Regions from separate parts of the Mus musculus genome. Here regions 1, 2, 3, 4, 5 and 7 are each linked to region 6. A link is a contact called in public Hi-C and promoter capture Hi-C data. All regions are on one chromosome and are shown on one strand. The core of a region is the stretch at or near the end of the contact, and the rest is flanking DNA. Distances in the headings are between cores, read along the strand shown.

Region 1 (3,437 bases), core at 793-3,292, 710 kb after region 6:
CCAGCCAGACAGCCAGAGCTACCTAGTGAGACCCAGTCTTAAAAAACAAACAGCCGAGCGGTAGTGGTGCACGCCTTTAATCCCAGCACTTGGGAGGCAGAGGCAGGTGGATTTCTGAGTTCGAGGCCAGCCTGGTCTACAGAGTGAGTTCTAGGATAGCCAGAGCTATACAGAGAAAAAAACCAACCAACCAAACAAACAAAATCCCTCACAATAACGTCTCGAAATACATGTTGTTGTGGGCCAATCAAAACTTTCTCTTGCCTGGTAGCACAGACCTCTAACCCCAGTACTTGGTAGGCAGAGGCCGTCAGGTGTCTCTGAATTTGAGGCCTGGTCTAGATGGTGAGTTCCCATACAGCCATGCCTCTATAGAGAGACCCTGCCTCAGGGAAAAAGAGGAGGAGGAGGAGGAGGAGGAGGAGGAGGAGGAGGAGGAGGAGGAGGAGGAGGAAAAGAAAATGTCTCCTGGGGATTCTTCCCATATTCTGTTCTCTTCTCATCCTCTTCTCACTGAAAGGGGTAGCAAAGCTGGACTCATCTGCTTAAAACAAGGATGACACGTTACCTCTCTGACCTAAATGAATATCTTGTAATATGGTGGCCACAAACCATGAGGATCATCACATTTCCATGACACTCAGTTCACAGAGTTGTAGAATATATAAATGATCTGTCATTGGCTAATGACAATAAGATCTTAGTTTATTTAATATACTTCCTTATTTGGATTGGTTGATTGGTTTTTTTGGTTGGTTGGCTTTTTGGTTTTTTGGTTTGGTTTGGTTTGGGTTTTGGGTTTTGGTTTTGGTTTTTTGAGACAGTGTTTTTCTCTATGTAGCCCTGGCTGTCTTGGAACTCGATCTGTAGACCAGGTTAGAATCGGTCTCAGAGACCCTGCCTCTGTCTCTCAAGTTCTGGGATTAAAGGCATTTACTTAATACATTTAAAAGCAATCATTAGAACTGAAAACAGGAATTCATTAAATTCACTATAGGAAATAAAAACAATTGTTTAAAAAGGCAAAAAAAATTAAAATCTATGACATAGTCCTATGTCATAGGATGGCTAAACTCATCAGTTATCACAATCACAACCTACAGCCTTTTGCTAAGGCGGAAGCCTGGGCCTAGCTTGCTTCCTCATACTGATCAGACCAAGGGCATAGTTGAAGGCTGAGTGCTTCCTTTAGGAAGTTTTCCTGGGCAGCTGGCAACCCCTTTAGTGTATGCCACCTGCACTTGCCAAGGTGTTGATCTGAGTCAAAGATAAAGTCTTTACTCAATCTCTTTTTAGGATGGGGTTTGTTAGTTTTACAGCAGGCACGGGGCACAAGGTATAAAATACAAATTTCCTGTAGCGTCAAGTTTTAAATTGGTCAATTTATTGGCTCTTGCCTCCACCTAGATCATAGTCACAGGTGCCTTCACACCCCCGCATCTTGTAGGTTTGAAGGCTCTTCAGGGTTTTTTGGTTTTTTTCCCCCCCCTTAATTATTTTTTAATTCAGTGTATGGTTGTTTCGACCATATGTTTGTGCAGCACCTGCAGAGGCCAGAAGGTGTCCAATCCCTTGTAACTAGTTATCATGTGGGTGCTGCGAATTAAACCCAGGTTCTATGGAAGAGCAGCCAGTGCCCTTGACCACTAAGCCATCTGTCCAGTCCCATATTTGAAGGATTTAGGACATCTGCTGCACAGGGAATAGCTGGTGCAGGAGTTGAATCTAGAGTCCAAACAAGGTTGTCCATAAACCAAAGGGCTCATACACCCAGATACGGGGTTCAAAGAGAGTAGGAATTTGCTGGATTTCTGGTAGGACAGAAATTGGGGATTGACCCCAAGAATTTGGTACAGTGGCTAACGGACTGAGGCCGAGTATCTGCCACCCAGCCTTTTGGGCAGGCGGGCCGGCGCTCAGCGACCAAAGGGGTTAAGGCACCGAGTCCCACCCCCGTCCAGGATTGGCGGGTCCCGGGGGCGTGGCCGGAGGGCGGGCCCGCGTTTGCCGCAGCCGCTGGTGGGCGGGCCGGGCGCGGGGCGGGAGGGGCCAAGAGCAGAGCCCGGCCGCGCCGCGCGCCCTGTGGGGCGGGCTTCGGGCTGCGCCAGAGAGCGGGACAGCTAGCGCCGGTGTCTGAGCCTCTGCGCCGGACTCTGAGGCAGTGAGTAAGTGATACAGGCCTGCCGGGGTGCCCCTCCAGGTTCTCCCTCAGGTCACCATGCCCGCTGCATCGCTCGCTGCTTCTGGCCGGTGGGAAGCTGGGGAGGGGGCGCGTCCCGCTGCTAGGGTACCGGGGAGCTGGGGGGGGATGAGGCCGATGATGTCATGGACGCTTCAACCGGCGCGCGGGGAGGGGGGGGTGGCGGCCGGAGGGGGTGCGGCCCGGATTATGTCACCTCTTCTCTCTGCACCCCGCCCCCCCCCGGGGGCCACGCGCGTTGGTGGAGAACCGAGGGAGGTATGGGTGGAATTTCTCCAACCGCGGAGACCTCTGTGGCACCTTTGCAGAGATTTTGTGGCTGGGGTCTATGTGCTAGTGAATGGCGACCCTCCCCCTCCCCCCCCACACACTCTGACACACACATGCACAGCTGAGGCAGGCTCCTGTGTGAGCGGGTGGGTGGGGGTGTGCTGTCAGTACCTTCAGCACTGAAGCACTGGCTTCATCAGAGTCAGGATCTAGGGGATGGGCCTCTTCCCCTGCAGGTGCCCACATTTCCAAGGGAAGATGAATCTCCCCTCACACATCCCAACCAAGAAGTTCTGCTCCCTGAATCCCTTCCCTTAATCCTTCCTGGAAGCTTTTCCTTGTTTCTATGTCTGCATTCATTTCCTATTGACATTGCTCATAACCAACATCCCCACAAGTATTGGCCTTGCATTTTCATGATGCCGGGGGGGGGGGGTCCAGAGACCCCTGGGGTAACACAGGCTTCCAATGGGGAAGGCTCACAGTGAAATCTCCCTGGGTCATCCTGAGCTAAGTGCTCCAAGACCTCTTGGGTACCAAGGATGCTGAGGAGTATTTGGACTGGTTCCAGAAGAATGTAGGCTGGGCAGAGAGCTGAGAAGAGGTCATGTGTGGAGTGAAGAGCTGCTTTCAGGAGAAATACAGGGTGGATATCAAGAGAGGCCTTAGAGACTCTGCTACAAACTCTACTTGGTTGTGGGTGCCAAAAAGAATACCATGGATTTTACACATAATCCGTTTCCTTTTTAAAAAATCGCTGTAAGGTAGGTGTGAGAATTTGAGTCTGCTTGAGGTTTCGTAGCTGAGCTGTGATTTACACCTGGAGCTGATGCTGCAGGAATTCTAAGGCCCTTGACCCTGCTCGGGGAAGGGTTTAGCCAGAGTCCATTTGGCCCCTCTGACTGCTAGTATTGTAATGTCACAGGCACTGAGGGTTGATAGAACAGAAATGGAGGCAGGCTCAGGC
Region 2 (3,444 bases), core at 581-3,080, 900 kb after region 6:
GTGGTATATGAATGCACTAAACCAAGGGGTTTGCTTTTCTGGTTCTGTATTCACCCAGATAATGATCAGTGGTTAAAAGGTACCTAGTCAAAAGTCTCCTGGATCTGACCATGGGGCCACTGGGGCAGAGAGAGGAGAAAGGTAACTGAGGAGTTGTTGGCTTTTCAGGGATAGTCAGGCAGATGCTGAGAAGCAGGTAAGATTTTGGGAAGCCTGCCAGTTTCTCCCAGGTGTGACAGCCGTGTAGACATAGAGAATCAGAGTCTGCAAGTCCCGGTATGGGCAACCCACACTCCAAGCAGGCTGCCAGGAAACACTAGGAAACATTTCTCTTGGGAGGTGGTTGAGGGGCTTCAAGATAACTAGGACGAATTCTATCAGGGAAGTCTTAAACAGGACCCAGAAGAAGCCGGTCCGCAAGAAGCTTCTCAAACAAGGAAGGCCCGGAACCAGGCAAGGAAGGGTGAGAAGGGGGACCCTGAAAGCAAAACCCTCCCACATATGAGGGGGTGGCCGAGCCGCTCCGAATGGCTAAACACAGCGTGGAAGAGAAAGGAGAATGAGAGGACTGAGGTAACCATCAAAGATTAAGTTCAGGAAGGACTGCCAAGAGCCTTGTAGGGAACGGTAAGGCATCTGGGTTTTCCTCCATCTCATTCACAGAGGAAGGAAAGTGAAGGAGTTTTTAAGCACACAAATGACAGCGTCTGATCTACGTTTTCGAAAGGAGTATCCAGACAGAAAGATGTTCATCCTGTCCCAGTCTTTCCTCATCCACCATCTTTTGGTTCTCTGGCTGCTTCAAGAGTTAGCAGGTAACAAGTGGTGCCATAGCCGGGGACATGAGGCTGGTTTTCAACAGAAATTCCCTATCCTAGCCAAGGGCTTCGGCCGACATCACACTCTGTCCAAGAGGGTTTGGAACATTTTTTTGCTTGTCCTACAAATATCATCACTATCAACAACAAAACCCTCTAATAGACAGGATCATCTCTGCCTCTGTAGTTGTTATTTTTAGGAAATATTAGGGGCTCAACCCCCCCCCCCCGTGGCAATTTTTAAGAATTACTGAAAGTAAACACAGGAGATGTGCGTTCCCAAGTGGCTGCTTTTGAATTCTGGGTAGCTTAAGTCCATATTTTCCTTCTTAAGCATACACAACAGTTGGGAATGGGCGGCAGAGAGGGGCCTGGGAGTAGGACCAGGAAGGGGTCTTAAGGGGAAGGTGGGAGGTGGGATGGTCACTGCGTGTGCCACCTATCTCCTCCCATTAAATGGACCTGAGCAAATCCCATTTTCGCTGCTCAAAGTTTTTTTCTTTCAGAATGAACTACGGCAGCGCCCTGGCCCGGGCCGGAGGAGGACGTCCGCAAAGTTCCAGCCTGTCTGTGTCCCGCACGTTTCCGGGACCCCCTCCCCCTGTCCACGGTGCCAGGATGCACAAGCCAGAGGCGCTCCTCCAGGATAGGATCCAGGGACCGCTCCCACGCGCGGCCGAGCCACCCCACCTCCCCGAGCCCTCCCGACGGCGGCAGGCGCGAACGCTTACCGAGCCCGGCGCTGGGCGGGACCGCGGGGGACGCGCACGGCAGCTCCGCCTCAGGACCGCGGCGGCGTCTCGGCCCGCCGCTCCCCTCAGGGCCGCCGCCCGGTCCGCTGCTCGAAGCCCCGCGGCGGCGGCGGCGGCCTCGCCTCCATGGCGAGGAGAAGCGGCAGAGAGAGGACTGGGCTGGAGGCTGCGATGGCGGCGTGGTCCAGGGGTCTGTGCAAGATGCCCCCGCGAGTCCCTGTCAGCGCCTCACTCGCCGCAGCCTCTCTCCCGTCGCGGCCTGGGCTGTAAGGCGCTTCGTCATTGGCCGTTGAGAGGCGGGCGCTGGTTCGCTGACGCCGGGCGGGCGTCTCCGCCTCCGTGAGCCCCACCCCTGCGCGCCCCGCTGCGCCGCGGAGTTCCCCGGGCGCACTGGGGGTCTCCGGGTAACAGGACAGGACGCTCCCTATCCTCCCCTGGCACACGTCTCCCACCTAGTCACGGTCCTAGGCCCCCGGGCATGGGCTTTTTTCCTTGTTTACAGATGAGGAAACTGACACCAGGCACAAGCCACACCAACTGGTGAACTCAGGCACTCGAAAGCCATCTCCATCCTTCTCCAAATGTGATCCTCTCTCTAACACACCCCGCGCCTCTGCCTCTGCCTCTGCCTCTCTCGCGCTCTCGCTCTCTCTCTCTCTCTCTCTCTCTCTCTCTCTCTCTGTCACACACACACACACACACACACACACACGAGAGAGAGAGAGAGAGAGAGAGAGAGTTAGTTGTAAGGCACTTAAAGGATGTAATTGCGAGAAGAATTTGCCTAGTACCTAGGACCGGTCTAGCTCTGAGTATGTCATCTTAAATAAACCAGCCCACATCATCCCCACCCGAACCCTAGGGAAATCTCTCTTGCTTTCCAGATGTGCAAGCTGGGCCTGATTCTCTAGAGCTGGATGGAAGCACAGCACACGGTGCTCCGCAGCGAGCGGGGAGATACTTCTTGATACATGCATAGTGGTCAGGAGAAGATTGAAAGCGCTGAGAGAGACCAGGGAAGCGAACAGCGTTCTTTGTGCATCTAGCTTCTAGGAACCATAAGTCGATTTTTTCGGAAGGTAGCAGTCCTCAGTTTAGAGCACTTTGGATGCTGCTAGACCTAGGGCGCCAAGTTAGAACTCTATGCAAACACCCTTCCTTTATTTGTTGAATAAGTAAGTGTGCGCAGACCAGAGCCAGGACCTGCAAATGTGCGTTGAAGCGGGCCTTCTTTAAACTTCCTCCCTCTGGGTAGTAAAAACCTCTCCTTGAGTTAAGATTTGTGACTCTTGATCTCCCTCCTCAGGGCCATCTCAGTGACAGTCTACAAGACCTCTATCCTGTCTCCTAAATGTCAGACTCCTGCCAATGAGGTCCGCTCCTCCTACAAGTTCCAGAAGCCCATTTCCTAGAAAGTACAAAGTCTATCAGGGATGCAAATACACAGCAAATTGAAAAGTGACCAAATGAAAAGTTGGGTCTTTCACTAGAACACAATACTTTACAAAACAAGACCAACACAGAACAAAACAAATCTGAAAAATACTGGTTCTTGGCTAAGAAAGCAGCCTCTTGGCTTTAGAGCAAACCCTACCAGCAAACTTTTTTTCTTTTCTTTCTTTTTCTTTCTTTCGGTTTTTTGTTTGTTTGTTTGTTTGTTTGTTTTGTTTTGGGGTTTTTTGTTTTTTTAATTTTTTTGAAATTTTTCTTATTTACAGTTAACCTATGACTCCTGGTCCTTTTCAGAGCTCCCTACCCCATTAGCACAATCAAGAGCCATCTTGGAAGAAAAATAAAATAGAAAAAAAGGAACCAAGAGAAAGATAAGTGGGAGCTCCCTGTTCTCTGCTGCATTGGTGCCTGCAGGTAAGAAC
Region 3 (3,655 bases), core at 136-2,635, 690 kb after region 6:
AACTTGTCACATTTTTCTTTTGTTAACCTGCCTTTTGTTATACTGTGGTCAGCCATGATTCTTTTTTTTTTTTTTTTAAACCCGAGTCTTTCTACTGCTGACTTTTATCTATAACACAACAGTGTTATTCTCCCAGAAAGTGAAACCTTGTCAGAGCTACCGTGCCAAACCCTACTAAGAAACGCCTGTGAGTGCCTCATGCTTTAGAGAGAGGCAGATGGAGGAGGATATGATGACCACAGCATGGGATTCTGGAAAACACATACTGAGATGTGTTCATTTCAGGAAGCGCTGCCAAGCATACTTTTAGACTAGCTTTATGTCCCAAAGCAAGCAGAATAAAAGGTTCACTATAGCCAGTTTTGGATTATCAGGTTGTCATGAAAAAATGGCAGAAAGAGGAACATTTGCCTGGTGTAACTTGGATTAAAGGTCCCTTTGTCCTCAGTTTAAGAATGCAGTGAATTGGTAGGCAGCATTTCTGCTGCTATGGGTACCTCAAGTTGGCTAGCTTTCAAGCTTTGAGGATTCTTCAGCCTCTCCCTCCCATCTTGAGGAGTTACAGAAGTGTGCTGCTACACACATCTGGCTTTCCCATGTGTCCTGGGGATTGAACTCAGGTCAGTCTTGACTGGCAAGTGCCTTTCCTCATTCATGTCAGCCATGATTCTTATGAGGTATTACACATCTCAGATATGGAAGGGTAGATGGAACTATACTCAATTTGGATCAACATCCCTCCATTACCCCCCCCCCACACACACACACTGCTTTTCAGGAGGGGAGGTGTCTGAACTCAGGTTTAAAATCTAGGGCTTCAGGGGTAATTTATCTTTGTCACACATGTCACTACTCCAGCTCCTATAGCCTGCTGACTTTACCAGCTCATCTAAAAAACTCGTGAGGTGGAGCATGCGTGCAGCCCCAGAATTCGGAAGCCAGGAGGGTCAAGAGAATAAAGTCAGTTCTGGCTACACAACAGGGTCAGACTAGCCTGGACTACACGAGTCATTATCTCCAAAATAATGATTATATATATAAAAAAAAAATTCCTCTGACCCTCAAGGCGCCACACTCCACGGCGGTCTCTCCCCAAGCCCAGACCTTCAACACAGCCAGGGGCAAACCCCACACTCCCCGAGGCTACAACTCGTAGCCTCGTTTCCCGCCTTCTCTCCCGTGCATCCCTGGTGAAAGCCCAGCAGCCCAATCACCACCCGCCTCCGAGACAGTCTCCACACCCCACAACACCTCCTCCAGCTTCTTGGCGTTTCCCGTCACAAACACGATCTTCTTCCCGACCAAAGACGCAGCCATTGCAAGCGAGGGTTACGGTCCAGAATGCCCAGTAACCCTTTGCCGGGAAGGTACTTCCGGCCGGAGGCGGAAGTAGGTAGCTCGGTTTCCGGCCCTATCGGATGCCTGAAGCTTGCCTCCGGCTACTGCTGCCAACATCCGGGAGGTGGCAGCCGCGGCAGATGAGCATCCCGCAGCCTGTGTCTGAGGCGCTTGGGACGCGCTGAGGGGTGGAGAGGTCTATCAGCGCGCAGATCCTCTGCTAAGCAACTCCGGGGAGCCAAGAACCCGCGCCCTGACGGGTGTCGGCTGTGGTGGCGCCCCTCCGGCACCTCCAACTCTGTTGAGAAAGACTATCTTTTAGACAAGGGCTGTAAGCCTGGGAGTCTATCCGAACCTCACTGCGAACTTAAGACAGCATAACCAAGCAGTCTTTTACGTGTTAGGCTTGATAGCTAGTGTTTCGACTCCTTTTTTCTTGCCCAGCTAACCCTATCCCTTCTCTATTCCGTCACCTCAGCCTTTGCATTGGGAACACACCAAGGAAGATGAGTGACCCTCTTAGCCCTACCCTGTGAGTGCATGAGCCCCTTCAAGAAGAGGGTGTCGCATTCCCTGAAACTGGAGTTACAAGTGCTTTTGAGCTGCCTGGTGTGGATGTTGGGAACTGAGCCTAGGTTCTCTGAAAGTTGTAAGCTCAAGCTGGAGAGATGGCCAAGCGGTTAAGTACATGACTGCTCTTCCAGAGTTAGTTGTGTTCCCAGCACCACATGGTGGTTTTCAGTTGTCTGTAACTCCAGTTCCTGGGAATGCATTGCCCTCTTCTGGTTTCTGAAGGCACTAGGCATATATAATGCAGCGCACATACGAGCAGCTAAACACTCATACATATAAAAAACATCTTAAAAAAAAAAAAAAGCCGAGCATGGTGGCGCACGCCTTTAATCCCAGCACTCGGGAGGCAGAGGCAGGTGGATTTCTGAGTTCGAGGTCAGCCTGGTCTACAAAGTGAGTTCCAGGACAGCCAGGGCTATACAGAGAAACCCTGTCTCGAAAAACAAAAAACAAAACAAAAGTACAGGGTGCTAGCTGGAAGTGTGGCCATTTATAATCCCAGCACTGAGATTAAAGCAGGAAGATCATGAATTAAAGGCTAGCCTGGGCTATATATGGTGTCAGGGATGTAGCTTGATGGTAGAACATTTGCATAGCATGACCAAGGTCCTGGGTTTGGCCCCCAGAATCACACACACAAACAATAGAATCCTAATCAAGCCTGGCTGTTTAGCTTAATGTTATTAACCTTGTACAGCCTTGGGTATTGTTATATAGATGCAACTTACTTAAGGGGCTTATGGGACTTAGGCAAGCACTGTACCACTGAGCCACATACCCAGCCCACTAATGAGTTTTTCTTAAACTCTAGAGCTGTCCTCACAGAGTAGCCAAAGCTATGTTCTCCTCAAATCTTTGCTCGTGACCTTAATATTGCGTGTTACACAATTCAGAAGCTTTGCTGTATACAGTGTCTTTGGAGACAGATCATAGTGTCCTCTTCACTGCCCCTCGATGGTGTTATTTTTTGAGGACCTGTGGTTCATTAGAGTTGGCTGGGAAAGGCTGGGCTGAGTAACATGGCCCTTCCTGCATGTCACTTGTCTCTCTCTTTCATGAAGTTAAAGGGAATCCTCAGAAAAGTGGAGAAGTAGAGGTTTTTAAAGCAAAGGTTAGAGAGAGAGAGAGAGAGAGAGAGAGAGAAGCTGAGGCATTTAACATCCAAGAAGTCACAAACACACACAAATATATATATATATATATATATATATATATATATATGTATATATATATATATAGAGAGAGAGAGAGAGAGAGAGAACAGGTACTAGATTTTATATATATATATAATCACATATAAGCATATATATTACATATATAGGCCAGGTAATTAATATACATATATATATATATATATATATCACATATAAAATAACATTTGTTAAGAAGCCAGCCAGGTGTGGTGGCACACGCCTTTAATCCCAGCACTTGGGAGGCAGAGGCAGGTGGATTTCTGAGTTCGAGGTCAGCCTGGTCTACAGAGTGAGTTCCAGGACAGCCAGGGCTACACAGAGAAACCCTGTCTCGGAAAAAAAATAATAATAATTCAGGAGCCAGGCAGGTCTGTGGTGCCACATGCCTTTAATTATAACCAAGGAAGAGGCAAGCAGATCCCTCTAAGTTTGTGGCCAGCCTTGTGTACATATTGAGTTCTAGGCCAGGCAGGGCCATATAATGAGAGCTCAAAGAACTAAAACAAAACAACCCATCCTCAAAAGATGGAGGAGCGTCTGGACATCAGGGT
Region 4 (3,398 bases), core at 414-2,913, 510 kb after region 6:
TTGGGACTCTCTCACCTAGGTAATGTGAATATAAATGGTGCAGCTTTTTTGGAAAACAAAAAGATGCCTCAAATTATTAAACACAGACTTTCAGTATAATCAAGCAGTACACTTCTAGGAGTATACTACATATACAGGAGAATTAAAAACATGTCTACACAAAAACTTTCGGTATTTGGTCATATTGGCATTAAGCTAAGGCACAGAAAGTGTGGAAAAAAGCTTCTATATTCATTAACTGATAAATGAATACAAAAGATGTGATATCTGCATACCACGACATTGGCCAAGCAACCAAAGGCACACAATTTTGTTCTGTGCTACAAATTGTAGTAGCCTTCCATCTGGACATGATGATGCAGGCCTGTAATCTCAGAATTTAGGAGGTTGAAGCAAGAGTTCAAGGGTTCAAGTTCAGGGGTTCAAGGTCAGCCTAGGCTACATAAAACATACCAAATGGAGGAGGAAGGAAGAAGGTGAATATCACATTTGCTTGTAGAGAAAAGATGTATTCTCAAAGCTGATTAACAGAGCTGGAGATGTATATAATGACTGGGTGCGTAAAAGCTCGAGGTGTTTCAATAAATTGACTGTTTAGCAATTTACAGTCTCCTGGCTGTTAACAGTGGTCTACAGAACAAAGCAGCTAAGAAAGGCTCTTTCATTCGGAAGCCTGGTCATTGCGCTGCTGATTGGGCTGCTGTCAATGATTAGCTGGGTTTCAGAAGCTGTTGATAACTGGCTGATTTGGAAGCCCCTGAAGAGAGGCTGTCTCTGATTGGCTGATTTTCAGATACTGTGTTGGTTACCTCTAAACAATGGTTACACATTCACGAGTTGGGTCTGAAGGCAAAATTTTATTTTCCTTTAAGTATAAAAATAAGCATTTTAGTTCCTTCTCTTTTTCAAACCTGCAAGAGATACCTTGGGGATTGTTAAAATCTTTATGAGTGGAAGAAGGATTTTTTTCAGCCAGTACTATTTATAAATAATTCAAAGGCTGATCATTGTAGCAGGGAAACTAGTCTTGTGGTGTTATAATTTACCATGAAAAGATGAATTTAGGACACGTAGGACATCTTGACAAGGTCGATATGTGATGCTAAAGTAGACCTTGTATATAGTAAGCAACTCTCCACTTTATGCAGGAAGGAACTTGGGCTCTGAGATTTTTTCTGGCCCACCGACCCACAGCTGGAAACAATTCTATCCAGACTCTGAACTGCAAAGGCAGGCGTCTCCTGGGATACTGTGAGCACACTGATGCCAGTGCTCTCAACAGGCCGCATCGCTAAGGGGCCGAACGTTCCAAGGATGGATAGGCAACTGATGTGAAACAGATAACTGTAGCCAGGCAGCGGTCCAGGACACCTAGAGATAAAGCCAAATACAGACCAGAAGAAGCCTAGCCCGGCCCTCGCGGGAGCGAGACCCCGCCCCGGGCGCGTCCGCGAGCGTGGCTGTAGCTCCCGCAGAACCCTCACCGCACTGAGAGACCTTAGGGCCCGGAGGTGTGGTGTCCCGGAGCCTGCGCCTGGCGGCCCGCACCCCAAGTCCGTCTGGCTCCTCCGCAGCACGGTGCGGCGCTGGGCCGGACTCACACTGACGCCCCCGCTGCGCGCGCTCCCGCCCCGCCCCCGCGTGCCCGCGCGCGCCGACCCCGCCCCCTTGGCGCACCCTCGCTCCGCCCTGCCGCTGGCCCGCAGCGGTGCCGGCCCCAGCGACCCTCCGCGGCCCCCAGGTCCTACGCCGCCAGCCTCCATGGACTCGTTCGACCCCCAGCAGCTGGGGCTGTCCCCCGCGCGCTTCGCTGGCACCTTTGGCAGTGGGGCGGCCTCCGTCAGGTATGCCGCGTCGAGACAGCCGAGGGTGGCCCGGGATGCGCCTTGGGGCGGCTACGCCTCGGGCGGCAGGGCGTGGTCTGATATGGCTTCCTTGCGGAGGATTGTTTCAAACGGCTCTGAGAAGAACGTTTGCCCAGGGACAGGCGGCCTTCTGGAGGGACCCTGCTATGTCTGTAGCTCGACAACCCACTGCGGTTTCCGGGAAGACCCCATTGTGACATCCCCACCCCATGGACCGGTTTTCCCTTAAACCTTCCCCACCGACAGCCCACCGCTAGAGGCCCTGTGTTCACGCGAGTGGAGCTCCCGAAACTGCCGCGTAAACCCCTTTGCTCCTAGGTGTCCAGACCCTTTGCCCCAGACTGCCGCTCGATTATAGAGTTTCCAGTCCCCTGCGTGTACAGGGAACTCCGCTCACCTGTCCCTGGCCACTGCATCCAACCCCTTTCCCTTGGGGAGCACCTGTTTCAGGGGCTTGAAGGTCATTGGGGGCGCAGGAAGAAAAAGGAAACTGGATGGAGAGGGAAAAGGAGGCTCGGAACCCCCCAGAGCGGCTGACACTAGGTTCGTGATAAGGAGTGCGGGTGGACTGGAAGGGGAGTTGATATTAGGGAGTGCTGCCCTGCCCTTTTCCATACAGAAGATCTGTTTCCAATTTCTGCTCTCTGTCTTTGGGGCTGACCTTGATAGCCGTCCGGGCTTTGTTTGTGAAGGAGCTAGTATGCGGCTGCCAGAGAAACGCGGAGGTTGGAGTGGTGGAGGTGTTGCAGTAGGAGCCTATAAGAAAGGGAAGGGAGGAGTCATTGGGGTTTGGGTACTGCTAACCTGTCATTAAACCAGAAGAGGCCTTTTTTGTTTGCTTACTTGCAGCCATTTGGCAAAGCAATATGCTATTGTTCCCTTGAGTGGGGGTTGTCAACTAATATTAGAATAGCTTATCCTATTTTCTGTCTTTTTTTTTTTTTTTAATTGAGACCGGGTCTCACTGTAGACCAGGCTGACCTTGAACCCGAAAAGATCCACCTGCCTCTGCCTCCTGAATGCTGAGTCTGTGCCACCGTGTCTGGCCGGCTTTTTCTGTGTTCTTGATTGAGTGTTGTATTGTGTTCTCTCTCTCTCTCTCTCTCTCTCTCCTCTCTCATGTCTGTCTCTCTCTTCTCTCTCTCTCTGTCTGTGTGTGTGTGTTTCTTTCTAGTATTGAGGGTCAAATCCCAATACATTGCTTTTGCTGGACAAGTGCTATAGCACATCTAGCCTTGTGTTTTGTAGAGTTTTGTTGTCTTTTATCAAAACTATGAAGAATGAAAATGACTTTTTTTTTCCTAAGACAGAGACTCACTTTGTAGGCCTGACTGGTTTTGAACTCACAGATCCACTTGCTTCTCAGTGCTGGGATTAAAGATATGAGCCACTTTGCTTGGCTTCTTTTTTATTTTTAAATTGTGTCTGTGTTTGTGTGTGTAGATGCATGTATTGTGTGTGTGTATGTGTTTTATGTGTGTGTATTGTGTGTGTATATATGTAGTGTGTATGTATATGTGAGAGAGAGAGACT
Region 5 (3,414 bases), core at 327-2,826, 910 kb before region 6:
ACTGACCCTAAGGCTTACGCTTGTTTCCTTCCTGATGTTCTAACCAATTCAAACACAGTAAAAAGGTACAAGCTGGCTAGGGGGCTAGTGCCTTTATACAGCACAGGATAGGCAGAGGTGGAGGAGGTCCAAACTAGCTAGCAGGGCTTCCTAGAGAGATTCTATCTAAAACAAAAGTTCTGATGTCAAACGTGGGTGCTTAGGCTTGATGCTGTTTCCTTAAACAGCATTGGGGGGTGGGGTGCCTTTAGTCCCAGCACTCAGAAGGATCTCTGGGATGGAGGCCAGCCTGATCTACAGATCAAGTTCCAGGACAGCCAGGGCTACAAAGAGAAACCCAGTCTCGAACAAGCAAACAAAGATACTAAACTCTGTCAACTATTAATCAGGGGAAACGCGGCATATCCTCCTCCTTTATTGAAGACAGGCTAGAAACAGACCTTCAACGGAACCCTTATTTCCGTATCAGCACGCAGGCCTACGTACGAGAGCTTCTGCAGGTCACAAGCTGACAATCTCTGACTTAACCAGTCTCCATCATTCTGGTCCAGGCTACCTCAGCCGGTTCTACTCATCACTCACTGATCCGAACCACAAATACGGTCCGTCATTCAATGTCCACAGTAAAACAACCACCCTCCACCTTTCTCAACTTCACACAAACCTCGCACTTTCAACCAAAGGAGCGCCCCCACATTGGCTGTGTCCCTGCCAAAATGGCCTCCTCCTTACCTTCCTCCTTTACCCCATCAATGCCCACACTTGGCGCAGTAAACAAACCCACCATTGGGAGCACACACCTGCTCACTAACCCGCCCTCTCACGGAGTGGATCAAGACTCCTCTCTGATAGAACCAACAGATTTAATGTTTTAATCAAGTTCAAAAGAAGGTTTTAATCTCCCAGGAGACAAATGCTATGGCCTGAGTCCTCCCCCATTCCCCAATCAACAGCAATACTTGTAAAGCAAGCGGTGAGCCTACATCGCGCTCTCCGGGCCCCAAGCAAGGTCTGTGGGGTGTCCAGCGTCCACATCGGGAAGGCCTAGGGAAGGCGAAGACCCTCCAGAGCTCACGCGCTACTCCCCGCGCCCGCAGACCGCTGTCCCCACAAGCAAAAGACACCCGCCGACCCTCTGCGCAACCCAGGCCTGGTACCCAGGGCCGCGATAAAGGTCAGAGGGCGAGGCTGCCGGCGCGCCCCTCCGCACTTAACGATGCCTCTACCTTGTCCTCCGGAGGTGCGTCCTCGCGGACAACCCTCTGCCGTAGTTCGGTCATGCTGGGGACCCCGGCGCGACGTCACCCCGAGTGAGCAGCACGGTGGCCGCGGGGGTCGGCTCAGTGAGCACGGGCTCTCGGCGGGCCCGAGCACCTCGCAGCCCCACCGTGCCTCGCACAGCCCCTGCAGCAGCGCCACTAGCCCCGAGCCCGGCCCCGCCCAGCACCGCTGCCGCCGCCCTTGCCCGGAGAGCGGAGCCGCTGTTTCCCCAGCGGCCGCTCGCTCCTCCTCCCGGGAAGCTGCGAGCCAGCGCGCACGCGCACTGCCGCCATCTCCGCCTGGAACCCCAGACGCCAGGAGGCGGGGCAGCCTGGCGGGGGTGGGGGCGTGAGCGGAGTTCGAGACACTCATTGGACAAAACCTAGAGGGGGCGGGAGAAAAAGAGCAGAGTGAACCAATGGGGTCCTTGCGTCCTACCGCAAGTCCCCGCGCGCGAGTGCTGGGTCCAGAAGGTAACCTGTTACCGGGGGACAACAGCGCCTCGTAGCGGCCTAGACTTGCTGCTCTCAGCTTGGGAGTCCAAACGAAGAGACCAGGTGGACCTCTGAACATCATAGCAGGAGGTGAAACCTGTTTCAGCTCACTTTGCCTTGCCAAGCCATGGTCGCTGGTAACTTAGTGAGCACTGATTCTGTCTAAGCACCGAACTCAGAAATAGTCTCGTCCCAATCACACACCTTTTTTGTTCACAGCACTCCAGAGACAAAGGCAAGTGGATCTGATCTATGTAACCTGTTCCACTGCTACTGAGACCCTGTATCAAAAAACAAACAACCACAACAAAAAACACTTAGAAATGGATATGATATCTGCAAGTAACATCATCCAAGATATTGCTTGTCTTAAGTTTTTGTCTTGTTTTGTGCTGAAGGTAGAACTCAGGACCTATGGGCTAGCGAGATGGTTCAGTGGGTAAGAACACTGACTGCTCTTCCAAAGGTCCTGAGTTCAAATCCCAGCAACCACATGGTGACTCACAACCACCCGTAATGAGATCTTACGCCCTCTTCTGGTGTATCAGAAGTCAGCTACAGTGTACTCATGTATAAAAATAAATCGTTCAAAAAAAAAAAAAAACCCTCAGGTTTGGCTCTTGTTAACCACAACTTCTGTGAGTAAGTTAACACCCACATCTAATTCTTTGAAAACCTTTGGGCTGAAAGGAATGTTTCCTATGGAGCCCCTCCCTCTATTCCTGACCTAGTTTAAGCATTTAGCCAGCAGCTACAAGGGTACGAGTAAGAATTAGAACTCAGACGTTTGTTACCACGCTGTAACCAATGTTCACATATGCTGCCTGAATTCAGTATTATGGGTGCTGTTCCAGCATTGTTCTCATGCAAAACAGGGCTCCCAGTCCTTAGCCAGATTGCAATCTCAAAGAAGTCTTCCACACCAAGGGTCAGGTTCCTTTTAGAGATTTTGACCAGAGCTGTGAGTTTTCAGAAAATAGGAAGAGTTCTGAAAAAGACTTACATTCTCAAATTCTTGTTATGATGTTTCAAATTAACAGCAAAATACTTAGACAAACTTCAGCCCTCTGGTCTTTGCATTTTATTTGCTATTTAACAGCTTTGCACAAATGCTTGGGTGCTCTTGTTCCTCTACTGGTGTTTGCTGGTTTTGTTGGGTTTGGGTTTTTGCTTTGTTCTGTTAGAAATAAATACCTTTTGAAGCCAGACTTTGGCTACTTTGTGGGCTTTTTTCTTTCTTCTACCCTTCTCCACCCTCTTCTTCCACCCTTTCAACACCCTATCACTATGTAGGAAAGGAAAAGAAAAAGGATAGAGGTGAAGGGTGGTGATAATATCATGTGACTATTTTCTGATAATTAAGGGCGTCAAGTTCCTTGGAGCAAGTTTGAGACCAGAATACATGGCTAGAGAAATGGTTCAATGGTTAGGCGCACTTATTGCTCTTGCAGAGGAAGGAGGTTTGGTTCTCAGCACCCATACAGGACGAACTGCCCATAATTCTGGTTCCAAGGGACTCAAGTCCCTCCTCTGGCCTCTAGGATCGTCTGCAATTACATGGTACACGTGTACACGTAACTCATACAGTCACATGCATACAAAAAATAAAATAAAATATTATCTTTAAAAATAATACAGGACTGGAGAGATGGCTCAGTGA
Region 6 (3,277 bases), core at 23-2,522:
TCCCCGGACAACTCTAGTTTGTGCGACACTTCTCTTGAATGCAGTAAAAGAAAGCCTGAGATAGTAATCCAAGCCCTTGAGTATCTTCACTCACGTGGCCTGCAGCTCCGTTGTAGTGTGTCCTGAATATTTCTTTCTTTCTTTTTTTTTTTATTTTGCTTTGCTGCTCCCCCCCCCCCCCTTGCTTTGCTTCAACTAAATTTTCTTGCTACTTTTACACATCGGTGAGAGCTTTTATTTCAATTCCTTGAACAAGAGACCAAGAATATGAAAGCTTTGTACCCTAATGTCGGTACTGATCTGCCTTAGCCTATGTGCCAAGGTGACAGAATTAGGTAGGACTTTTAAGCTGGCAACAACACAGCAGGGATCCTGAGAGCAGAGGTAGAAGGGGGGCGGGGGAAGGAGGGGGAGAGGAGGGAAGAGGAGGGCAGGGGAGAGGTGGGGAGGAGAGAAGGGAAATAGCTCACAGGTGTTGGCCTGATTTGGAGAGAGAGGAAGTTGGGTCGAGGGTCTGTGATTAAACATTCTGAGTCCTTCTTACTTCCCCTTTCCTAGGAAATGTATGGTTTACTAAAGCTGGAGGAATGGGCTGGTGGGCATTTTCCATGATGAATTTAAAGTCACAAACTAGTTATGGTTTATAGAAGGATTGGGGGCGGGGGGGGGGGGGGAAATACCTCCCAGGGAAATGGGAAGTTAAGGGAGGGAGGCCTGAGGTGCGGTACCCACACCCTCTGCTAATCCGTTTTAGCAGTGGTAGCTATGAGAACTCCTGCATGCTTTCGCTGACCTGCTAGAATTTAGGCAAGGGCTCAGTGCTCCCAAATCCTGAGTCAGTTTGTCTGTAGTGTAGAATAGGAGCTGGGGGTCGAGAGTAATGAGTAGATGTAATTAAATAAAGGACACACTGTTTCTTAAATATATTTCCTTCCACTGTCTGTACAGGCGCAGCAGGTGGAAGATCTAACTAGGGGTACCTCACCTTTGAGGACTCTTGGGCCGGATGCTACGAGAAGCGAAGCTTTACTTTTTTAACTCTTACGAACGTCCACATACACGGAAAACACTACACAGCGGAGAAGATATGAACCTTATAGCTGGGCATCACGAATCAATCCTCTAGAGCAGCCAGTAGCCCAGCGGAAGGGACGCCGCGCCTGCGCACTTGCCGACAATGAAGCCGCGCGCCCTCAGTGAGGAGGCGGGACTTGCCCGGGCATCCGGGTCCCACACCCCGCCCCCGCGGCATGAATGAGAGGCGCGGCGCCGCCCCTCCCCCGCCGGGCCCGCCCCTCGCCGGGGCCGCAGCTAAGCAGTCGCTACCGCCAGCTCAGCGGCTCGGACTCACGGACGCGGCTCTAGCAGTTCACCGCAAGAAGCTGACTCCGGGCGCCGCCGCCCGCACGCCCGCTGCCCGTCGCCCGGGTGAGTGAGGGGAGGGCTGGGCCTGAGCGCCGCGCGGCTGAGGCTGAAGCGCAGGCTCCGCAGGTCCGGCTCTGGGATGCTGAGGGCAGCGCGCCGGCCTCGCACCCCCTCCGAGACCGGGGTCCGTGGGTTAGTCCCCACATACAGGCACAAAGGGCGGCGCGGGCTGTCACCCGGAGGTCACCTCGGGCTGGGCCCGGGCGGGGGAGGCGGGATGGGCGGAGGATGGAGGAGCCGCTGCCTCTGCGTCGGTGGTGGGGACCGACGCTGGTCTCGGGGGGTGCGGTGTGGCAGTGGTTTTCTGGTCCCGAGCCACTCCTTCTTTTGTGGTGCTTGTCTCGTGCCTGGTTGTCACACCGTGCAAGGCACACTGAGACCTCTCTGGTTGGCTTATTTATTAATGAAAGTCATATGGCGGCCTCATCATTTGTGGGTGGGGGGCGTGCGTGCACCCACAGGCCAGAGAATTAGTGACCCTGCTTTGTTTCCGGAGACCTTAGTGGTGTGTGTCCTGTGAAATGAGACCGTCTGAGATCGTCGTAAAGGGCAGAAGGAAAAGAGGTGTAAAGATAACTTCATCTTTACCCCTTCGTCTCTGGTGTTATTTCAGATAACAGGTCTTTTGGTGTTTCGTTGTTTCTCATTGTAAAACCAGTGGGTCTGTTCATTGAAAGTGTGAGTCTGCATTCTTATGTCTCTGTATATTTAGAACACTTTCTTTTACGATTAATGGTGATCTATTTACGTAGCGGCGGTACGCCGGCATCCTGAACATTGTTTTCTGGGCTTAGTTCATGATAATAGGTCTTTGTGCTTGTGTACCTATCTATAGGAATACTCCCAATATATCTAGGGCACTGCTTTCCCCACTCTTCCATACAGACAGATTATGTTTCTTGCCTTTCTGCTCTAATAAGAGGTGGTCTAGCAGGTTCTTTCCACCTTCTTGTCAGTCCGGTCGTCGCCCTCCCCGCCCCCGCCCCGCACCCCTTAATGCTTTGGCAAAGGATATTACCTAAATATTACCGTGGTATGCACCCTAGCTTTGATCTGAATTTTTGTGTGTTTGGTTGTGCAGCCTAGCTGAACAGATCATCTTACATGACTTATCAGAAAGCACCCCTTTTTTCCTCCATTGTTTGTCTTCATTCCCCCTCGCCCCTGCTCCTGGTTCCCCCCTTCTCCGTCCCCAAAGAGGCTAGGAAGCGCTGCTGGGTTCCATAGGCTTTAACTTGATAGGGTGTGTTCACTTAGACAGTTAAAAAGAGGTATTTAAGATAGGCAGGTGTGGCCGAAAATGCCTTCTCTGGACTTGGGAGGAAGAGGCAGTAGGATCTCTGTGGTTTCAAGGCCAGTCTGATTTACATAGTAATTTCCAGGCCATAACACAGAATGAGACCTTGTCTCAATAAACAACAAACTTTTCCTTGTTATCTTGTTTTAAGCAAGATTATTTGAATTTTAGAAGATAGTTATTACTCTAGTTGGATAATGATATTTTTGTTTCTTTTTTACCCTTCTAATTTTGTAGAGTGAAAAAGCACATTTTTGAAATATTTTTGTTATGATCTTTTGATTCAAAATAGTGGAGGTAAAAAAAATGCAGTTTATATATGAATAATTGAGTGGGTTCAGTTTTCTTTAAGATTCTCTTCAAGATTACTTATTTTTGAGTCACATATATTTTCATCCCTGGTAAAATTTCAGTACAAAATGACATGTAAACCTCCACAACATCTGTTTATGTATAGACTCTGCCTGAAACATTTGCTTTTAATTTGAAGGAAAGTTTCCACTGGTTGGATGACAATCCATTATTCTTAATGAAATTCTTGCTTTATGCATCTTT
Region 7 (3,550 bases), core at 315-2,814, 930 kb after region 6:
TGTTTTGTTTTGTTTTGGTTTTTTTGGTTTGTTTTTTCGAGACAGGGTTTCTCTGTATAGCCCTGGCTGTCCTGGAACTCGCTTTGTAGACCAGGCTGGCCTTGAACTCAGAAATCCACCTGCCTCTGCCTCCCAAGTGCTGGGATTAAAGGTGTGCGCCACCACCGCCCGGCTCAAAGTCTTCTATTGAAATAAGACGCCAACGCAATGTCTTTGTGATCTTCGGGTACATCAATAAAACATTCTTTACCATTTTGTTGGGTAATGATTAGGTTTTGCTTGTTTCTGTTATTATTTCAAGACAGGGTCTTACTATGTGGCCCTGTCTGGCCTGAGCTATAGAGCAGGGTGGCCTGAATCTCAGAGTGCTGGGATTAAGAGGCGTGGGCCACCAAAGGCTGACCAACTATTAGGTAACAGGCACTAGCCTAAATATGCATGGGAAATAGAAGTATTCTTAGCCTTCAAGAGCTTAGCACGAGAAACTCATACCAACACTGCCCTCGTGTGCCACATATGATAAGACTCTACAACTGGACCTTTGTGAGGCATAAAAGGATTCTACTGTAGGAAAACCAAGCAGGTCCTGAAAGATGAGCAACATTCTTCAGGGTGATAAAGAGGAAAATAGCAATGCCCATAGAAGCGACTATAGAACTGTGCAAACACAAAGCCATGGAATTGCCTGGTGTGATGAGGTCCTGCAATTAATTCTGTGAAGCTGGTACACCCACGGATTGAGGATGATTGAGGTTAAGTTGGAAACCACTCAGAGAGTGACAAATGTAGGCTGACCAATTGATGAGCGCTCCACAAGCAGTTTGTACTTTATATCTTAAAAAGAAATAAAGCCAACGAGACGGTAACCATTGTAATCACGTTACTAGTTTTAGCCTTGAGAAAGACCCACAGCTAAGGGCACTCCAACCCCGGTGAGTTGCCACTGCCTCGGGTTCCTCATTAATAGTGCCCCAAGACTGAAAAGCGGTTCATCCCCTTTTCTCAGCTTTGGTCAGTACTGTCACCCCGCCCGCTGTGGCGATCCCGCCTTCCTGTGAGAGCCCCTGTGGTCCGACTTCAGCAGTTTCCGGAAGGAGACTGGCACTCGCTGTCGCCGCGGGGCGGCCTCCCTCTACGTGATCTAAGCATCCTTCCGGAGGCCAACAGACCTCGGTTTAGGGGTGGCTTCTCAGCTTGCCTCAGTTGGCGCAAAGGAAGGACCAGATTGCTGCCCCTAAAGTGCGTAAAGTGGCAGACGCTCAGGCGAGCCGCCATAGGGACGGACGCCAGCACGCGTAGTGGCCGGGGCGAGCATTGCTGGCTCTGCCGGGAGGCTCAAGCCAGCAGCAGACAAGCAAGGTAAGCTGGGCTGTGGGACGGAAGGTGGGGCGTCGGGCAGCTCACCTGTAAAAGGCAGAGTCCCCGAGTGGATTCCAGTTCGCAGTGTAACAGTCCATGTCTAGTACAGCTGGCGGCAAGAGTCGCCGAGGAAAAACCCGCCTAGCGCAAGCTCAGGCCGCACTTCCGCTTCCGCCCTTCGGGGTCACGTGACGAGGCCGCCTTAGCGGCCATCAGAACTGTGGGCAAGCTACGCTGAGCTATCGTCCTGCCCTCGGCGCGGCGGCCCGAGTGGACCTAGCCCTGGTTTCTGTCCTCCACAGCGGCCAACCTCGCTGCCTTTCTGACTCCTCCGGCGTTGGGGATCGCATAGGGCGGGACACGGGTGACCGAAAGTGGGAGCCATGAGCATCTGAGGCACAGATGCTGGAGGCGTTGGCTGGACCACCGTAGCGCACGCATGGCGAGCGCTGGGCGTCGAGCTGCGTACCTACAGCTAACCTGGGCACCCGGGCTCTGTGGGGCGGGATCTTTGCAGAACCCACCGCTCTCCAGGGGCATGGGATCATTGACTCTAGATCAGGACATCGCTGCCGAGACGCTGTCGCACGGCACCTGGGCCTGCCCTACTGGCCCGTGAATCCCTGGAGCCCCCGAGAGACTTGGTAACTGGCGCGAGCGGACGAATGCGCACGCGCGGGGCCGCCGTTGACACGTGGCAGGGCAAAGGCGTCTCTGCGCGCGCGAAGCGCTGTAGTCTAAGACTACGGCCCAAGTGACCCTTCTTCCCTCCGAGTGTGATAAAGGCTGCTGCCGTGTTGGGATTCGCCTTGCCGCTCCCACTTTCCTCCCCATTACACAGAGCAGCCAGGGAGGGGCCAGCGCGCATGGGTCATCTTGGAACAGACCGGACCTACCTAGAGTCCCTGCCCTCTGTCAGCTTATTGGCCTCTCCCTGCAGCTGGTGTCAGTGGCAGCATGGTCTTCTGTTTGGAAAACGAGATGCCACACCGCCTGCTGGGAAGCGCCATGGTCCACTTCCATGCCTCAGAAGTCCAGCAGCTGCTACACAACAAGTTCGTGGTCATTTTGGGGGACTCCAGTGAGTGACCACTCTAGGATGACATTTCACCGCCCTGTATCTTCAACCTTTTCTTTGTCTGCACGCCACATCTCCATTTCAGACTTCTCCATCTCTTACTCTGTTTCAGGACACTAGACTGCATTTTTTTCTTTTTTAAATTCCCTATGTACCTTCCCTGGGTGCCCCGGCATATCATTTGTGCACTATTTTTTAGCCCATGAGTGTGGCATCTTTATTTGTTGTTGCCCTTCATGATTTTCTTAAAAGGACCTGTGGGCTATGTTGTGTGTTTTCCTAGGGATGGGACCAACTTAATTTTGCCATTTGGTCTTTGGTCGCTGTACATAAGCTAGAGGAGAGGGAAATAGCTGGAAAGAGCAGAGCTAGGGCTTTAAAATCTCGTCTTTTCTTCTCTAAGCCAACCCTCCATAGAGCTGCTGTTGGAGAGTCAATCCCTGGAAAACAAAGGCCTTCATTTGGGAAACTCTGGGAGGGGGTGAGGCCGACCTTAACCTTGGGATCCCTGTCTCCCTGCAGTCCAAAGAGCTGTGTATAAGGACCTGGTGCTTCTGCTCCAGAAAGACACACTGCTCACAGCTTCCCAGTTAAAAGCCAAGGTGAGAGAAGCTTGGCAGCCATGCCAGTGTTGGGTGGGTGCAGACCCTGGCCTGAAAAGGACCACCTACCTGGCATGGATCTGACCATCGGGTGGGGTGGGTGGGCAGGGGGAGCTGAGCTTTGAACAGGACCAGCTGGTGGCTGGGGGCCAGCTGGGAGAGCTGCACAACGGGACACAGTACCGCGAGGTCCGCCAGTTCTGCTCTGGCTCTGGCCACCACCTTGTGCGCTTCTACTTCCTCACCCGAGTTTACTCCGAGTACCTTGAGGACATCCTGGAGGAGCTGTCATATGGACCTGCCCCTGACCTAGTGATCATCAACTCCTGCCTCTGGGATCTCTCCAGGTTCAGGCGGGGGGAGAGGGAAATACTGGTTGGAGGTGGAGGTATGGCAGCACTCCTGTGCTCTTGCCCACCCTAAGTGTTACCCAACAGATATGGCCGCTGCTCAATGGAGAGCTACAGGGAGAACCTGGAACGAGTCTTTGTACGAATGGACCAGGTTTTAC

What was found. Promoter capture Hi-C pulls out the DNA fragments that hold promoters and counts their contacts. Hi-C and Micro-C count contacts between places; a contact is called where the count stands out from the background.
Region 1: a contact with region 6 is called in a promoter capture Hi-C map of pre-B cells, with 4 times the contacts expected there. The contact joins the promoter of Lzts3 here to the promoter of Rnf24 in region 6. A contact is called at or near these places in 2 of 39 promoter capture datasets (cranial neural crest and pre-B cells) and 1 of 9 other capture datasets (embryonic stem cells).
Region 2: a contact with region 6 is called in a promoter capture Hi-C map of pre-B cells, with 5 times the contacts expected there. The contact joins the promoter of Ptpra here to the promoter of Rnf24 in region 6. A contact is called at or near these places in 2 of 39 promoter capture datasets (erythroid cells and pre-B cells).
Region 3: a promoter capture Hi-C map of pre-B cells shows a contact between it and region 6, with 5 times the contacts expected there. The contact joins the promoter of Itpa here to the promoter of Rnf24 in region 6. A contact is called at or near these places in 6 of 39 promoter capture datasets (the C10 cell line, cranial neural crest, frontonasal cranial neural crest and 3 more), 1 of 484 Hi-C or Micro-C datasets (pre-B cells) and 1 of 9 other capture datasets (embryonic stem cells).
Region 4: a Hi-C map of erythroblasts shows a contact between it and region 6, with 4 times the contacts expected there. The contact joins the promoter of 4930402H24Rik here to the promoter of Rnf24 in region 6. A contact is called at or near these places in 4 of 484 Hi-C or Micro-C datasets (CD4 T cells, embryonic stem cells and erythroblasts) and 1 of 115 datasets of contacts at active chromatin or transcription factors (astrocytes).
Region 5: a promoter capture Hi-C map of liver shows a contact between it and region 6. The contact joins the promoter of Cds2 here to the promoter of Rnf24 in region 6. A contact is called at or near these places in 2 of 39 promoter capture datasets (liver and neural stem cells) and 1 of 115 datasets of contacts at active chromatin or transcription factors (extraembryonic endoderm stem cells).
Region 7: a contact with region 6 is called in a promoter capture Hi-C map of pre-B cells, with 5 times the contacts expected there. The contact joins the promoter of Pced1a here to the promoter of Rnf24 in region 6. A contact is called at or near these places in 1 of 39 promoter capture datasets (pre-B cells) and 1 of 9 other capture datasets (liver).

What each region holds. Positions count from the first base shown.
Region 1 is chr2:130,641,449-130,644,885 of GRCm38.p6, reverse strand. Lzts3 (leucine zipper, putative tumor suppressor family member 3) reads left to right here and starts at 2,042. Exons shown (of 5, transcript NM_197945.4): 1 at 2,042-2,165. All of the region lies in intron 2 of Gm52563 (a long non-coding RNA gene), which reads right to left.
Region 2 is chr2:130,448,664-130,452,107 of GRCm38.p6, reverse strand. Ptpra (protein tyrosine phosphatase, receptor type, A) reads right to left here and starts at 1,830. Exons shown (of 21, transcript NM_001163688.1): 1 at 1,550-1,830. It overlaps Gm52562 (predicted gene, 52562), which reads left to right and starts at 538. Exons shown (of 3, transcript NR_165481.1): 1 at 538-573; 2 at 664-815; 3 at 1,325-3,444.
Region 3 is chr2:130,665,532-130,669,186 of GRCm38.p6, reverse strand. It overlaps Itpa (inosine triphosphatase (nucleoside triphosphate pyrophosphatase)), which reads right to left and starts at 1,385. Exons shown (of 8, transcript NM_025922.3): 1 at 1,252-1,385. The coding sequence starts at 1,317.
Region 4 is chr2:130,838,410-130,841,807 of GRCm38.p6, reverse strand. 4930402H24Rik (RIKEN cDNA 4930402H24 gene) reads left to right here and starts at 1,663. Exons shown (of 37, transcript NM_029432.2): 1 at 1,663-1,844. The coding sequence starts at 1,762.
Region 5 is chr2:132,261,310-132,264,723 of GRCm38.p6, reverse strand. It overlaps Cds2 (CDP-diacylglycerol synthase (phosphatidate cytidylyltransferase) 2), which reads right to left and starts at 1,576. Exons shown (of 13, transcript NM_138651.7): 1 at 1,227-1,576. The coding sequence starts at 1,280. It overlaps Gm46766 (a long non-coding RNA gene), which reads right to left and starts at 1,220. Exons shown (of 2, transcript XR_001783482.2): 1 at 984-1,220.
Region 6 is chr2:131,350,887-131,354,163 of GRCm38.p6, reverse strand. It overlaps Rnf24 (ring finger protein 24), which reads left to right and starts at 1,272. Exons shown (of 6, transcript NM_178607.4): 1 at 1,272-1,428. Gm30590 (a long non-coding RNA gene) reads right to left here and starts at 1,332. Exons shown (of 2, transcript XR_374984.2): 1 at 986-1,332.
Region 7 is chr2:130,422,302-130,425,851 of GRCm38.p6, reverse strand. Pced1a (PC-esterase domain containing 1A) reads left to right here and starts at 1,564. Exons shown (of 7, transcript NM_178762.4): 1 at 1,564-2,440; 2 at 2,960-3,039; 3 at 3,148-3,386; 4 at 3,477-3,550. The coding sequence starts at 2,317. Vps16 (VSP16 CORVET/HOPS core subunit) reads right to left here and starts at 1,532. Exons shown (of 24, transcript NM_030559.3): 1 at 1,405-1,532. The coding sequence starts at 1,457.